Regions from separate parts of the Mus musculus genome. Here regions 2 and 3 are each linked to region 1. The links are chromatin contacts, called in public promoter capture Hi-C maps. All regions are on one chromosome and are shown on one strand. Each heading gives the region's core, a stretch centred on a gene start, on an enhancer-like site or on the middle of the called end of the contact. The rest is flanking DNA. Distances are from core to core; before and after follow the strand shown. Region 1 holds the start of Heca (hdc homolog, cell cycle regulator). Region 2 has its middle 84 kb from the start of Nhsl1. Region 3 holds the start of Ect2l (epithelial cell transforming sequence 2 oncogene-like).

Region 1 (4,229 bases), core at 584-3,083:
GCTGGGAGGCAGAGAAAAGTGGATCCCTGGAACTCACCAGCTGGTCATCTAATATGTCCGTGAGCTCCAGGTCCATAAGAGACCCTGCCTCCAAAAAATAAGGTGGAGAGGAATAAAGGAAGACACCTGATACTAATCTCCAGCACACACATCTCTCTTCCACCTCTCCCTCCTTCCTTCCCTATCTATCTTAGCTATCATTTGGGCCTTCTAAAGAATTACTTTCCTTTAACATATAGTGTACTGCGTCCAACTAGCAATTGCTCTCAAGAATACAGTGTTGCTCCAGGCTCTGCCCATCAGAATCCTGGCTAGGAAGTCATGTGGATGGCTCTTCTCTGAGCAATTCCTTGGCCATCTTTCTAGACCCTTCAACCTAGCCACAGTGCCTTGCCTCAACAGTCCAGTCGATTAAAGATCACGCCATAGGAAGAAGACACTGTAAACGAGTTCAGTGTTTTTCTGTAGTCATGGATCAAGAATGTCATTTATACATTCACCAAGATCAGTTCAGTTGTTTCTTACGGCACCCAAGATAAAAATATGGCTGTTTCATGCGAGGGAACAGAGGAAAATTATTTAAGCATATACATTGCCAACGTAATCAGAGGTAGACAGGAGAAATAAACTGTGATACTCGGGACAGCTCTTCTGGTAAGGTATGGGATCATTCTGAAGAAATGAGCTGAGATCAGAAGGGTGGAAAGGAGCGGGTCTTTGAAAGGGGCAGAAGAGAGTGCAGAAAAGGAGATTACATCAAACTCTTCCCAGGAACCCTGTGCTCTCATCTCTTTTTCTTTCTTTCCGTTTTTCTTCTTTAATAATAGATTTTTAATACACTATATTCTGCTCTTCTTTCCCCTTCTCCAGCTCTGCCAAGATCCTCTCCACCTCCCTTCCCAGCCGAATCCACAGCTTTCCTGCCTCTTCTTAGAAAACAAATATGCATCTAAATAATAATAAAATAGATAAGATGAAAACAAACACACAATATAGGACAAAACAAACAAATGAAAAAGCATGAGAAAGTCATATAGATGTATTCGTTCAGTGAGGAATTCCACAAAAAACAGAAAACTGGAAGCCATATGTCTATACAAAAGACCTAAAAAGATTACACATATATATATATATATCCCTGACAAAACATTCTGAGACAAAGAACCTCTTAAGATTCAACTGAGTCTCTTTTGTGTTGGCCATCTACTGCTGAGCATGGCTGTGCCCTCACTTCTTCACCTCTGATGTCCTCCTCACAACCCGGCCGTTCTCTCCAGACAACTCAGTCTTCTTTGTGCAGCCTGGCTCCTCCTGGCTGGCTCTGCTTCTGACAGAACCGACAGAACCCTTGGGTCTCTGGTTGGTAGGTCTGGGCTAAATAAGCTTTCCACCACGAGACTGAAGAATTCCCATACAGGAGCTCAACTGCACTCTCCAGAAACTCCTATCTTACCATTGTTGAGCCGCAGAGCCATTGAGCGAATTATTAATCCGAAACCCTTTGTTTTGCTCTCCTGTTCTAGTCACCTGTTTGTTTTTCCAGACCACGTTGTCAGGTTTAGCTCCAGTAAGGTCAGAAGGCCAGTTAACAACTTCACGAACACTGCCTGGCTCCCAGTCGTGGCTGTCAGCACACGCGGGAAGCCCGCCAGCCTCCCTCTCCCAAGAAGGCGCCTGGATGACGTCACCCAGAGCCGAGGGCTGAGCGCCGAGCGTGACGTCACGGGGGCGGAGCGAGTTGCCGTGAGGTCACTGGGTGGGCGGGGCCGGGCTCAAGCCCCAGTGTCGTCACGGGCGGGGGCGGGCCTGGAGCGTGTCAGCGCAGCCGAATCAAAACAAGCCCGAGACCCGCCTTTTCCCTCGGGCTCCTCCGCGTCTCGCTCTGCTCGGGGGCCCGTTGCGCCCGCGCGGCTGCGAGCCTCGGGTGGCCGCGCGTGGCCGCGCCGGCTTCTGCCGCGGAGGGCGCGGCGGCCGGAATGTCGCGGCGAGGGCCGCGCGGCGGGGCGGGCGCCTGAGGAAGAGCGGCCGGCCCGCGCTCTCCGTGGCCGCCCCGGTGCGGCGGGGGAGCCGCCTTCGTGGGCGCCGGGGACCGGGACACCCGCGAGCGGGCCGGGGAGATGCCCAACCCCAAGAACAGCAAAGGCGGCCGCAAAAACAAGCGCGCCAACAGCAGCGGGGACGAGCAGGAAAATGGAGCCGGGGCCTTGGCGGCGGCGGGTGCGACAGGCGCGGCGGCCGGAGGGGCCCTGGCGGCGGCGGCGGCGGGCTGCGGGGCGGCGTCGCCCGGCGCGGTGGGCACCGGCGGCGCGGCGGGCCCGGGAGGTGCGGGCACGGGCGCCGCCAACGCCACCGTCGCTGCGGGGGCTGCAGCCGCGGGAGACGCTAAGAATGGTAAGACGACAGCGGCGGGGCGAGCGCCAACTTCCTCACCGACGGGCGGGCGGGCGCGGTGGCGGGGCCCTGGGTGGCGCGGGCGGCGCGTGGACAATGCGAGTCAGGAAGTGCTCGCCCCGCCCCACCGCCCCGCGCTGCCTTTCCTTTCGTGGTCCCCACGCGGAGCGGCGTGGACCGGGGCTGCGGGCCCCGCGGCGGCGCTCCGGTTGGTGCCTGCTCCCCGTGGTGCCCGCGCGGGCTGAGTCTGAAATGTCCCGGGTTGGTGGGAGCGAGGCAGCGGGCAAGCAGGAAAAGGAGCCCAAGTTAGAATGATCCGATTGGAAACTTCCCTGCTCACCGCGACCCACCCACCCACCATTGCCCCCAAAGAAGAAAAGCTGCAATTCCCAGCAGATGTAGGCCTGTTGCCTGATTGCCACAGGTGGAGAGAGAGAGAGAGAGAGAGAGAGAGAGAGAGAGAGAGAGAGAGAGAGAGAGAGAGAGAGAGAGTGTGTGTGTGTGTGTGTGTGTGTGTGTGTGTGTGTGTGTGTGGTGTTCATTTAATTCTCTTGTCTTGCTCGAGGAAGGAAGAGAATCTGAACTTGACTTCCGTTCCCAACCTGAAGTGTTTGGGTGTCTTTTTCTTTTTTTTCTCTCTCTTTCTTTCTCTCTTTTCTTCCTTTTCTTCCTTTCCTTCTTTTCTCTTTCTTTCTTTCTTTCTTTCTTTCTTTCTTTCTTTCTTTCTTTCTTTCTTTCTTTCTTTCTTTCTTTTCCTGTCCCTTGTATAATTGTTTCACATTTGTTTTTCTGAAGAAGCCCTGATAATTTCATGAGCGCTTGAATGATCCTTTAGAAGGGAGGAATGCAGGTAATAGCTAAGGTGTGACAGGATTTTCCCTTCTTACCACAGGATGCCTGACATTTATTTGGGCAGCTTTTAAACTTTTTTCTTCTCAGGTAGTTTTTCAGGGGAAAAAAATGTACATTTTAATGTAAGTAGATGAGAATCGTTAGAATCGTTATATTTGCTTCTTAACAGTTTTCAAAGCCATCCTCTATGTAGATGGTCTCCCATAAAAAGGGCTACAGTACTTACAAGAATGCCACAGTGATTCCCATAGGAGATAGACTACAGGCTGTTGGAAAGGGCCCCCCCCTGGCTGAGCCCCTGCAGTTTTGAAATAGGAAGATTTGTTTATTAGGAGGAGCAAACTTACACGTTTGTGAGTGTTTGATAGTGTACTATCAAAACTTGGCTAGCCTATTTGGCTAGCCTGTGCCGGCTCTTGCTTTCTTATCTCTAACCGTCCTTTTGATATTGATGTGACAGAGAAGATGATACTTAGACTGCATAATACCAGCTCTTCCTCAGCCATTTAGAGCTTTGATATCTGGAGAAAGGCCAGTTTTTCTGAACCTCAGTTTCCTCATAGACACACTTGAGGGAGTGAGGGGGGGCAGTGAGGGTTACACTGGGCCTTTAGAGGATTTTCCTGAGGGAGGCTTAGAGTGACCCTTTACTTTTAAGTTCCCATTTCGTGTTATTTAAAGGCTTATTATGTAAAGGTCGATAAAAGCTCATTGCAAATAATAGATGGCTGGTGAGTAACAGCTACTAGTTATTCATTCAAAAGATTATTTTAGTTATTAGATTATTGTTATTAAATATTAAAATAAATATTTTAAATGGACAACTTTTTAATTTGTAATGTTAATAGTACTGTGTATTAGATAGGGACTAGGCTAATGGTTATACTTTAGTACATCCTCGGTTCTCACAAAGACCTGTGTCTTTACCACACTCTGAAAGATTTGAGTATCTTAAAGTAGTTGAGGAAGTTTTTCTTTGGCAGATG
Region 2 (4,229 bases), core at 479-2,978, 380 kb before region 1:
CAAATGTCTGAAGACCTGGTTGGGCAAAGACAATGCCCAGACAATCTTTCTGCCAATAAGCTACCCTTTTCTAAGGGAAGTCAACTGCTAGAGGCAGAAAGAACCTTGTGCATGCCATGTTCTGAGCTGCTCCCACCTCGCCATCTGTCTACAACAGCATTCATCCAACCTTAAACATTATACAGAGCATACTAGGTCCACTGTATATGGGTGCACGGGTGGGATACATAGCCCTGGGGCTAATTACATTTGATGTTAATTCCGTTCTCCCGTGAGGGGCTCAGACAAGGAATGAGTCAGCACTCAGGTGATTTCCAGAAACCTGCTTCCCACCTTAATTTGTAAACTAGAGGAGAACTGATGATTGGGCAGATAGAAGGGAAGGTGGGGCAGAAGGTGAGAGGGAGAGAAGAAGGAGAAAATGGAAGAGAGAGGATGCAGAGGAGGAGGAAGAAGAAAAGCGGAGCAGAAGCACATGGCCTGGAGAAACCGAAAGTTCTAAGCTGTGGAAGATGGTAGTGTAGCGGTAGATCTGCCCAATCTAGGCGCACAGCATGTAATCATATTAACTGTGTTGTGCTTTCATTGCCCGGGCATATTTGGGATGGGAGATTTACTGCAACAAAAATGCCATAGTATAAAAGGTGCCCTGTGGTTAGACGGCACAGCAAACCCTCTCAATGCTTCTAGAATCTAAAGGGGTGGGCATTCTTTCTACAACTATTATTTTAAATTGCCTTTTCCTATGCTCTGTTGGCAGCAGGATTTCATATTTACTCAGGAAGTTCTCTATTGTTGTCAAGACGGGGGTCTCAGGTAGCCCAGGCTAGCCTCAAACTCACCATGTGGCCTAGAATGACTTTCATGTCCTGCTGTTCTCTCCTCTGTCCCCAAGGACTGGATTTCAGACACGAGATACTACATTCAGTTTCGTGCAGTGCAAGGGACTAAACCCAGGTCTCTCTTCACTCATGATGGGCAAGCAACCTACCACTGAGCTACATGCTCAGTCCCAATAAGTCCCAGTAAGTGCTTTTAAAACAAACTGAAAAGAATTTAGAGTAGGACTTGGAGAGATGGCTCAGAGGTTAAGAGCACTGACTGTTCTTCCAGAGGTCCTAAGTTCAATTCCTAGCAACCACATGGTGGCCCACAATCATTTGTTATGGGATCCAATACCCTCTTCCGGTGGTCTGAAGCCAGCTACAGTAATATTCATATACATAAAATAAATAAATAAATCTTTTAGGAAAAAAAAAGAGTTTAGAGCAGAAATCACAAGACCTTGTCTTACTAACACCTTTTACTAGCCCTAGAACTTTCATTTCTTGATCTATAAATTGGGCTTAAAAATGCAGTCTAGCCTTTCTATTTTATTGGTTTTGGAATAAAATAGAAAGGGGGAAGGGTGGCTCAGAGGTTAAGAGTACTGGTTGTTCTTCCAGAGGACCCTAGTTCAATTCCCAGGACCCACATGGTAGCTCACAACTGTCTGTAACTCCAGTTCCAAGGGATCTGACACCCTCACACAGACATACATGCGGGCAAAACATCAGTAACAGAAATGATAAACAAATCTGAACAATGGGTTTTTAATCCACAGTCCCACTTCACAGGAGCTTGTGAGTGTTAGTCATGGAAAGCAGCGAATGCTGAGCCTGGGAAACATTTGCTTGGTAAAGGAAGTACAAAGCCCACAGCCGGCATGAGTCCACTTGTCTGGAATGTTCAGAACAGTTAAATCCACAGAGGCAGAAAGGAGACTCCCAGTGACCTGGAGGTAGGAAGGTCAAGAAGAAAGGGAGACTGACTCCCGGGATGTGGGGGGCCATGCAAATAGGCTGTGGTCATGTTTCTCATGTCTGAATACACTAGAAGTCACTGGCCCCTACACTGAGAATGGCTGGATCTAGGAATTGTGTCTCAATAAAATTAGCTGTAAGGCCAAGCCACGGGTCTATAGTTCTAGCTACTTGGAGGTAGAAGCAAAATACTGAGTTCAAAGGCTGCCTGGGCCATAATGTGAGTCAAGGCCATAGACAACCTTCAGATTTAAAATTAGAGCATTTCCTAATATGCCCTAGTCAGATCCCAAGTACTGAGGGTGAGGGAGCACGCCCACAGACCTTAAAAACCAAACATAGCCATGCCAGTGAGAATCTGCCCGTCTCTGCAGAGCGAAGGCTCTTGCTTGTTAACAGAGCCCAGACACAGCTATTCACACTTCTGCCCCTTGTCACAATTTTCAATGTAGCCTTATTTAGTCAGCAGCAAAATTAATCAAGTTCTACTTGCACAGAAACAGGTCCGGTGAGATGATTCAGTGGATAAAGGCACTTGCCACCAACCCTGACAGCTTGAGTTGACCCCTGGATCCCACAAGGGGGAAGGAGAAAACACTTCAGTAAGTTTCCTCTGACTTCCATGTGTCATGGTGTGTGCACATCCGAGAGTGTATATGCGCATGCGCACACACACACACACACACACACACACACACACACACACACAATGTTATAGTATACATGTGATAATATCCAGTCACTGTACTGAGCTCTATAATAACAGATGTGCTGCCATCCCTAACCTCAAGTAGCTTGCAGTCTGGCTGAGGAAAGCATGTGTCAAAGAGTCACATTCAGTCGCTGTAAATGCAGTACACTTAAGATCAGTACACTTAGTCAGGGCTCTTAGAGAAACAAGTGACAGAATCGATGTACATACATACATACATACATACACACACACAGAGATACATATATATATGATACCCGCTGAGACATCCAGCCTTGTGGACTGAACAACTACTGGATGCGTGTGTGTGTTTCATATATGTGTATACATGACTACATATATATATATACATATATATATATATACACACACATATATATGATTTATTAGAGAGGCCTGTAGTCTGTGTTCCAGCTATTCCAACAATAGCTGTGTAGCAACAGAAAATCCAGGAATCCAGTAGTTGTTCAGTCCATGAGACTAGATGTCTCTGCTGGTCTTCAGTATACACTGGAATCCCAAAGAAGTAGGCTTTAATGCCAGTGAAGAAACGTGCCATGCCAGCAAGAGTGAGCGCAAGCAGGCAAGAGTACGAGCTTCCTTCTTCCACATCCTTTATATAGGCTGCCGCGAGACAGTGTGGCCCAGATTAAAGGTGGATCTTCCCACCAAAAAAAACCTTTCACAGGTGTACCCAGAAGCTTGAGTTTAAGTTAATTCCAGATGTAGTCAAAGTGACAACCAAGAATAACCATCACAAAGTCCATCCTGGACCACTTTCCACAACATGGGATCATCAGGTATAGCCTCAGAGTCCTCACAAGACATGGATAAACAGGGACGTGTTTTTGCTAACTTAAGACAGGTTTTGTAGGACTCCCCCCACCTATGATATTTGGAAGATGGCAAGCCTGAAGAAATATTCCTCGTGATCCTTGAAACCAGTAGGACTGGCCCACAGGACTAAGTGTTGTTTTTCAGGTTACCACCGGTACGTGTGGTGCAACCTTACATGTGGTGGTTATGGGCAGTCATGAGTGAAATAAGAACTGGATCCTGGCCCCCTCTCGTGCATGTGCTGCTGGAGACTCATTAACAGGTATATCTTACCAGAGAGATGAAATTAAGGTTCTCAGGCAGCCCTCTGACAGTTCCCAGCATGTGTCTACACTTCGATCCCTATCTCTAAACACTCCTACAGTGAAGCTACACACATAAGCAATGGACAGCAAGGGAGGCAATCAAAGGTCTGTGCGCCAGCCCTCAGCCTAGACAAATCACTTCAAGTCTTTTGGCTTTGACTACTCCTCTGGTTATGAGTTCATGAAATTAGTCAATTTACAGTCAATTCTCAATACGAAGGTTCATGAATGAAGGATGTAACTTTGAAGACCTGCTTATAAAAGATCAACACGTCAGGCACAGTGGTACCTTCAGTCCTAGCACTGTGAGTTCAAGGCTAGGCACCTTCCACATGCTGGGACTGTGGATATGAGCCACTATGGTAGACAAGGCATTGCTTTAAAAGAATCCTGCAGATGCTAAATAGGATAAATATATAGGGTTTTTATTATATGAATATATAGGCTCTTAGCACACAAAAAGAGTTGCGTGCAAAAATGGGACCAAACCTAATAATGTGTTTAATAACTCATCTTTTTCTCTGTATGCACACCTATGATCTAGGCATAATTACTTTTGATAAAAGCTTTCAT
Region 3 (4,229 bases), core at 825-3,324, 260 kb before region 1:
TTTAACCATGTTTATAGTACCAGACATGAATTCCCTGCTTTGATGAAGGCCTCAGATCCAATCCGAAAGCAGTCGGTGACCCTGTGACAGTCATGCAGTTAGTGCATCAGTGGGCACATCTTGCCTGCTGGGGTAGTATCATAGTACGTACATTGGACTCACCACTGTGCAAGTCTGTAAACTTCTGCAGACTTTTCTCTAGCACTGTAAAAACCAGACTTCAGGAGTGAGATTCCCAGGTCAATTCCAGTCTGACTCTTCTATGTGTTCACCGGTAGGCTCCTACCTTTTAGCTGTGGTGAGTAACTAAAAACAATGATAATGAGTTAGTTGGGGTCCCCCTGGGTCCTTTCTGACCAGTCACTCATAGGGAGGTGTCCCATACATGACACTGAGAATTTCATGTAAAAACTGTATTCTGGCAGAACATTGCCCACTCACTCCTGTTGGAACTTGTTTTAAAACTGTTAAAGTGAGTTTACACAGCATAAGGCCTTTTCATACATTCTTGGTTGTGTTTGACTCCCCTCTACCCCCTGCCATACACCACAACACTCATTCCTGCTTAACTATACTCTAGCAACACCCCACACACACACACAACACACACTTCCATAACACATTTGCTTTGTGTTCAGCCCCTTAAGACCTCCTAGCCCTTATATGGCTGTTTCCTGACCTCAAAAACCCACACAAATCTAAAAATGTGAAGCTAGGGCCCACACGTGAGAGAGTCATTTGTGCTCTGGGCCTGGGTTATCTCAGCATCCTATTCTTCAGTTCCATCCATTTGCCAGGAAATATCAGGATTTCTTTTTCCTAACGTCTACATAAACTGGCATCATGTGTGTTTAGGCTATTCATTTGTTAGCTGATGTCAGTAGAGAAGGAATCCCTGTGTTAGACTGTAGAATCCTTTGGGTGTATGCTCAGAAGTGGTACAACTGGGTCATACGATAGTTCTTTTTTTTTTTTTAAAGATTTATTTATTTATTTTATATGAGTACACTGTAGCTGTCTTCAGACACTCCAGAAGAGCACATCAGATCCCATTACGCTGGGAATTGAACTCAGGACCTCTGGAAGAGCAGTCAGTGCCCTTAACCTCTGAGCCATCAGTAGTTCTAATTTCAGCCTTTGGAGACCCTTCCATATGGATTTCCATAGTGGCTGCAGCAGTTTATATTCCCACTAACAGTGGGTAGCCATTGCCCTTCCTCCATAGGCTGCTCAGCATGTAGAGGCCTGGAGATAGCCATTCTGATTAAGGTAAGACAGAATCTCAATTTTAATTTTCCTTCATGCCTAGCCACTCTTAGAACATAGATGTTGCAAAATCATTGTATTTTATTGAGTTATAGATGACCTCATAAAATCTACTGTTAGAGCAAGCTATTTTAACTTCGTTGTGTCTCCGTTCAGACTTCATCCCTGGATCTTGTTTAGCCTCACCATTCATAGGATTTTTAACTTTCCCATGCTTGAAGTATTGTGAAATCTTTCTGTTAAATTCAAAAGAAGTGGGAAGAGGGTGGCTTTACGATAAGTCTGCTCAGGCATCTTGACCAAAGCAATTAGAATCATGTTGATGTTCTGTCTTTCTGACTCCTGTATTAACTAATACTGTTTAAAAAAAAAAACTTTAAAATTTTTTGAGGATTTGCTAAAGATGAACATGAGAAAGGGTAAGAAACGTTACCTTTGCCATCTCAGTGCTTTAAAATTGCTGGCTAGTGTAAAGCTAAGCAGAATTTGGCAGACAGCAGCTGTGCATTTGTCACCTCTTCCCAGCAACTTGAAGGCCCTCGAGATCCAGCTGCAACTGCCTGGGACCGGCGGCCAGCAAAAGAAATCCACCTAGAACTTGAGAGAACAGAGGGAAGGTGACAACCTTCAGGAGCCTCCTGAAGCAAAGACCGAGGTTGGCCACTGGAGTGCAGCACCGAGCAAGGGACACCGGACCTGTGGGGCGTGGTGGCAGCGTGTGTTGTCTTGTGTGTTGTCTTCCCTATGGAGATGGGGGCACACGTGCCCCACCTGCCTCCCTAGGCTGTGATCTGGAAAACTGCCTTCATTTCCTGCACAGTGCCAAGAGGAGACTGCTGCCTGGCCAACGTGCTCAGCCCTTGGCCTCTCCTCGAGGTAAAGCTCTTCCCTTCTTGGAGATGTCTTTTCCTTGGGGCTTCTGGAAAAACCTTGAGCAGCGCTCCATGGTCTTGGAGACCTCTGTCAGGGTCACGTTTGAGTTGGGTGGTGGCAACTTTCCTCCTCCAGAGCACTCTAGAGTGCTCCAGCACTTTGGAAAACACTAATATTTCACAGGATCCCAGATTGGCTCATACCAACTCCCCCACCCACCCCCTGTCTCTTCTCACTCTTTTTGCTACTCTGGAGTCCAAAAGATGTGGGACGAGGCTGTATGGCTAATAAAGACGAGACTAAGGCTCTATAGTAACTGGTCTGTTGTTCTCAGGTTTCATATGCTAGATTTTATGACTATGGTGAATAATTCCGACACATTGCTAAATGTTTATCTCTTGAGAAGTACTGGCGTTGTGCTTATTAATAAACATTGCTCCAAGTATCAGAACAGTTTCCTGGCACGGTCTGTGTTCAAGTTCACTCAGTTCAAGCAGTGGTATGCACATCCTGCCTGTGGCGTTCTGGCTTCAGGAACTTTGTTGTTTGTGTTGTTGAGGGGCCTCAGAAATGGTGTTCTAAAAACACTAATTTTAGGGGGAGAAAAATAGGAGTGAAGGAAATTTTTAAAAATGTTAGTGCAGTTACCTCTTGTTTTGATTTAGTAGCTTTAAGTCAGTGAGCATAATTACCATTTAAAATACCAGTACAAGTCTCATTTTTCCTTAATTTGTCTGTCTGTCTCTTTCTCTCTGTCTCTGTCTCTGTCTGTGTGTGTGTGTGTGTGTGTGTGTGTGTGTGTGTGTGTGTGTATCTAAATAGCTCAGCCTAGTCTCCAATTCACTGTGCTGGTTTTAACTCCAGATCCACTTGCCCTCACCTCCCAGAACTGGAGTTACATGTATATGACACTACGCCAGCTTATCAGCTTTATATGGGTGAAATCAGGGTTTCATGCTTGCTGGCCAAGCACTTTCACTTTACCTACTGAACTACATCCTCAGCCCCAGGAATTATCATTCATGTGTGTGTGTGTGTATAGTATGTATATGTAGTCAATGGTGCTTCAGTGCACACATTCCCTCAAGACATCTCATCACTTCATTGCCTATTATGTCCTGCATATTTAATATAAATATACACACTGGCTTGTACTCACATTAAATTATGCTCCCGATGTGGGGAAATGAACTTGACTGGCATTGTGTTTCCTTTCCGATTTTTCACATTTTTGTGTCTTGCAGTTCTTCCCTGTAGTCGGTAGACGGCCCCTTTAGAAGATGTTTTTGAAGGAATTACACTTCAGACACTAACTGAAGCTCTTTCCAGTTTGCATGTGTGAGCTGTAAAGTGCCAAATGCATTCACCTCTCTGCCATCTAATAACACTTAAAAAAAAGTATTAAAAAAAGTATTGTGTGAGCTGGATGCGGTGTCATACCTCTTTAATCTCCCCACCAAGGAAACTGAGCCAGGCAGATTTCTGTGAGTTTGAGGCCAGCCTGGTCTACATAGTGAGTTCCAGGACAGCCAGGATTATGTAATGAGAGTCAAACTCAAAACAATAAAATTAATGTGTGTGTGTGTTCTGTCTGTCTGTCTGTCTGTCTGTGTGTATGAGCACTGGGATACCCAGAGCCCAGAAAAGAGTTGAAATTAGAAGTACCTCATGTGGGTGCTGGGAGCTGAACTCCACAAGAGTTGAGAACAGAAAAGCTGAGCTATCTCTCTGCCGTCTTGTTTATGAGATGCTAACTGCAACCTCTGCAGGAATGAAGCAGGACTGGGGGGATGCAGCAGGACTCCTGCGCTGCATTTCTCCACCTACAAAACAAACCACTCAGGGAAACAGTTCCTATTTATACGAACAGTGAAGCAAGGCTCTCTATAGACCAGTTGGTGCCCAGCCAGTTCATCTCTTAATCCAGGTGTAGTTGTTCAAAAAAGAAAAAGGAAACAAGACAAACACAACAGTTTTTCCTTCCCACTCACACACTTGCTGAGTGCAATACTTCGTTCTGCTCACCAGAATGGGAGCTAGCTCTCTACAAGTCCTCCACTGACTCCCAACAGGGCTCTTGCTGTCTGATC

Evidence for each region. Promoter capture Hi-C pulls out the DNA fragments that hold promoters and counts their contacts. Capture Hi-C pulls out chosen DNA fragments and counts their contacts.
Region 2: a contact with region 1 is called in a promoter capture Hi-C map of stem cell-derived epiblast-like cells, with 4 times the contacts expected there. The contact joins the enhancer-like site here to the promoter of Heca in region 1. A contact is called at or near these places in 3 of 39 promoter capture datasets (liver, pre-B cells and stem cell-derived epiblast-like cells), 5 of 484 Hi-C or Micro-C datasets (embryonic stem cells, muscle stem cells and myocytes) and 1 of 115 datasets of contacts at active chromatin or transcription factors (pancreatic cancer cells).
Region 3: a promoter capture Hi-C map of liver shows a contact between it and region 1. The contact joins the promoter of Ect2l here to the promoter of Heca in region 1. A contact is called at or near these places in 8 of 39 promoter capture datasets (the 3T3-L1 cell line, 3T3-L1-derived adipocytes, the C10 cell line and 5 more), 8 of 484 Hi-C or Micro-C datasets (adipose-derived mesenchymal stem cells, embryonic stem cells and nephron progenitors), 4 of 115 datasets of contacts at active chromatin or transcription factors (embryonic stem cells, extraembryonic endoderm stem cells, large pre-B cells and 1 more) and 4 of 9 other capture datasets (adipose tissue, embryonic stem cells, liver and 1 more).

Annotation. Positions count from the first base shown.
Region 1 is chr10:17,945,671-17,949,899 of GRCm38.p6, reverse strand. Heca (hdc homolog, cell cycle regulator) reads left to right here and starts at 1,833. Exons shown (of 4, transcript NM_001033432.3): 1 at 1,833-2,391. The coding sequence starts at 2,118.
Region 2 is chr10:18,321,385-18,325,613 of GRCm38.p6, reverse strand. It overlaps a transcript of Nhsl1 not described here. Among named protein-coding and RNA genes, the nearest start is that of Nhsl1, 84 kb to the left of the region's middle. Within about 2 kb of position 1,728, at least 35 of the 459 cell types and tissues checked have an H3K27ac peak or open chromatin away from gene starts, as enhancers often do. A contact at or near this core is called in muscle stem cells, pancreatic cancer cells and stem cell-derived epiblast-like cells, where this site is marked.
Region 3 is chr10:18,208,672-18,212,900 of GRCm38.p6, reverse strand. Ect2l (epithelial cell transforming sequence 2 oncogene-like) reads left to right here and starts at 2,074. Exons shown (of 22, transcript NM_001370991.1): 1 at 2,074-2,142.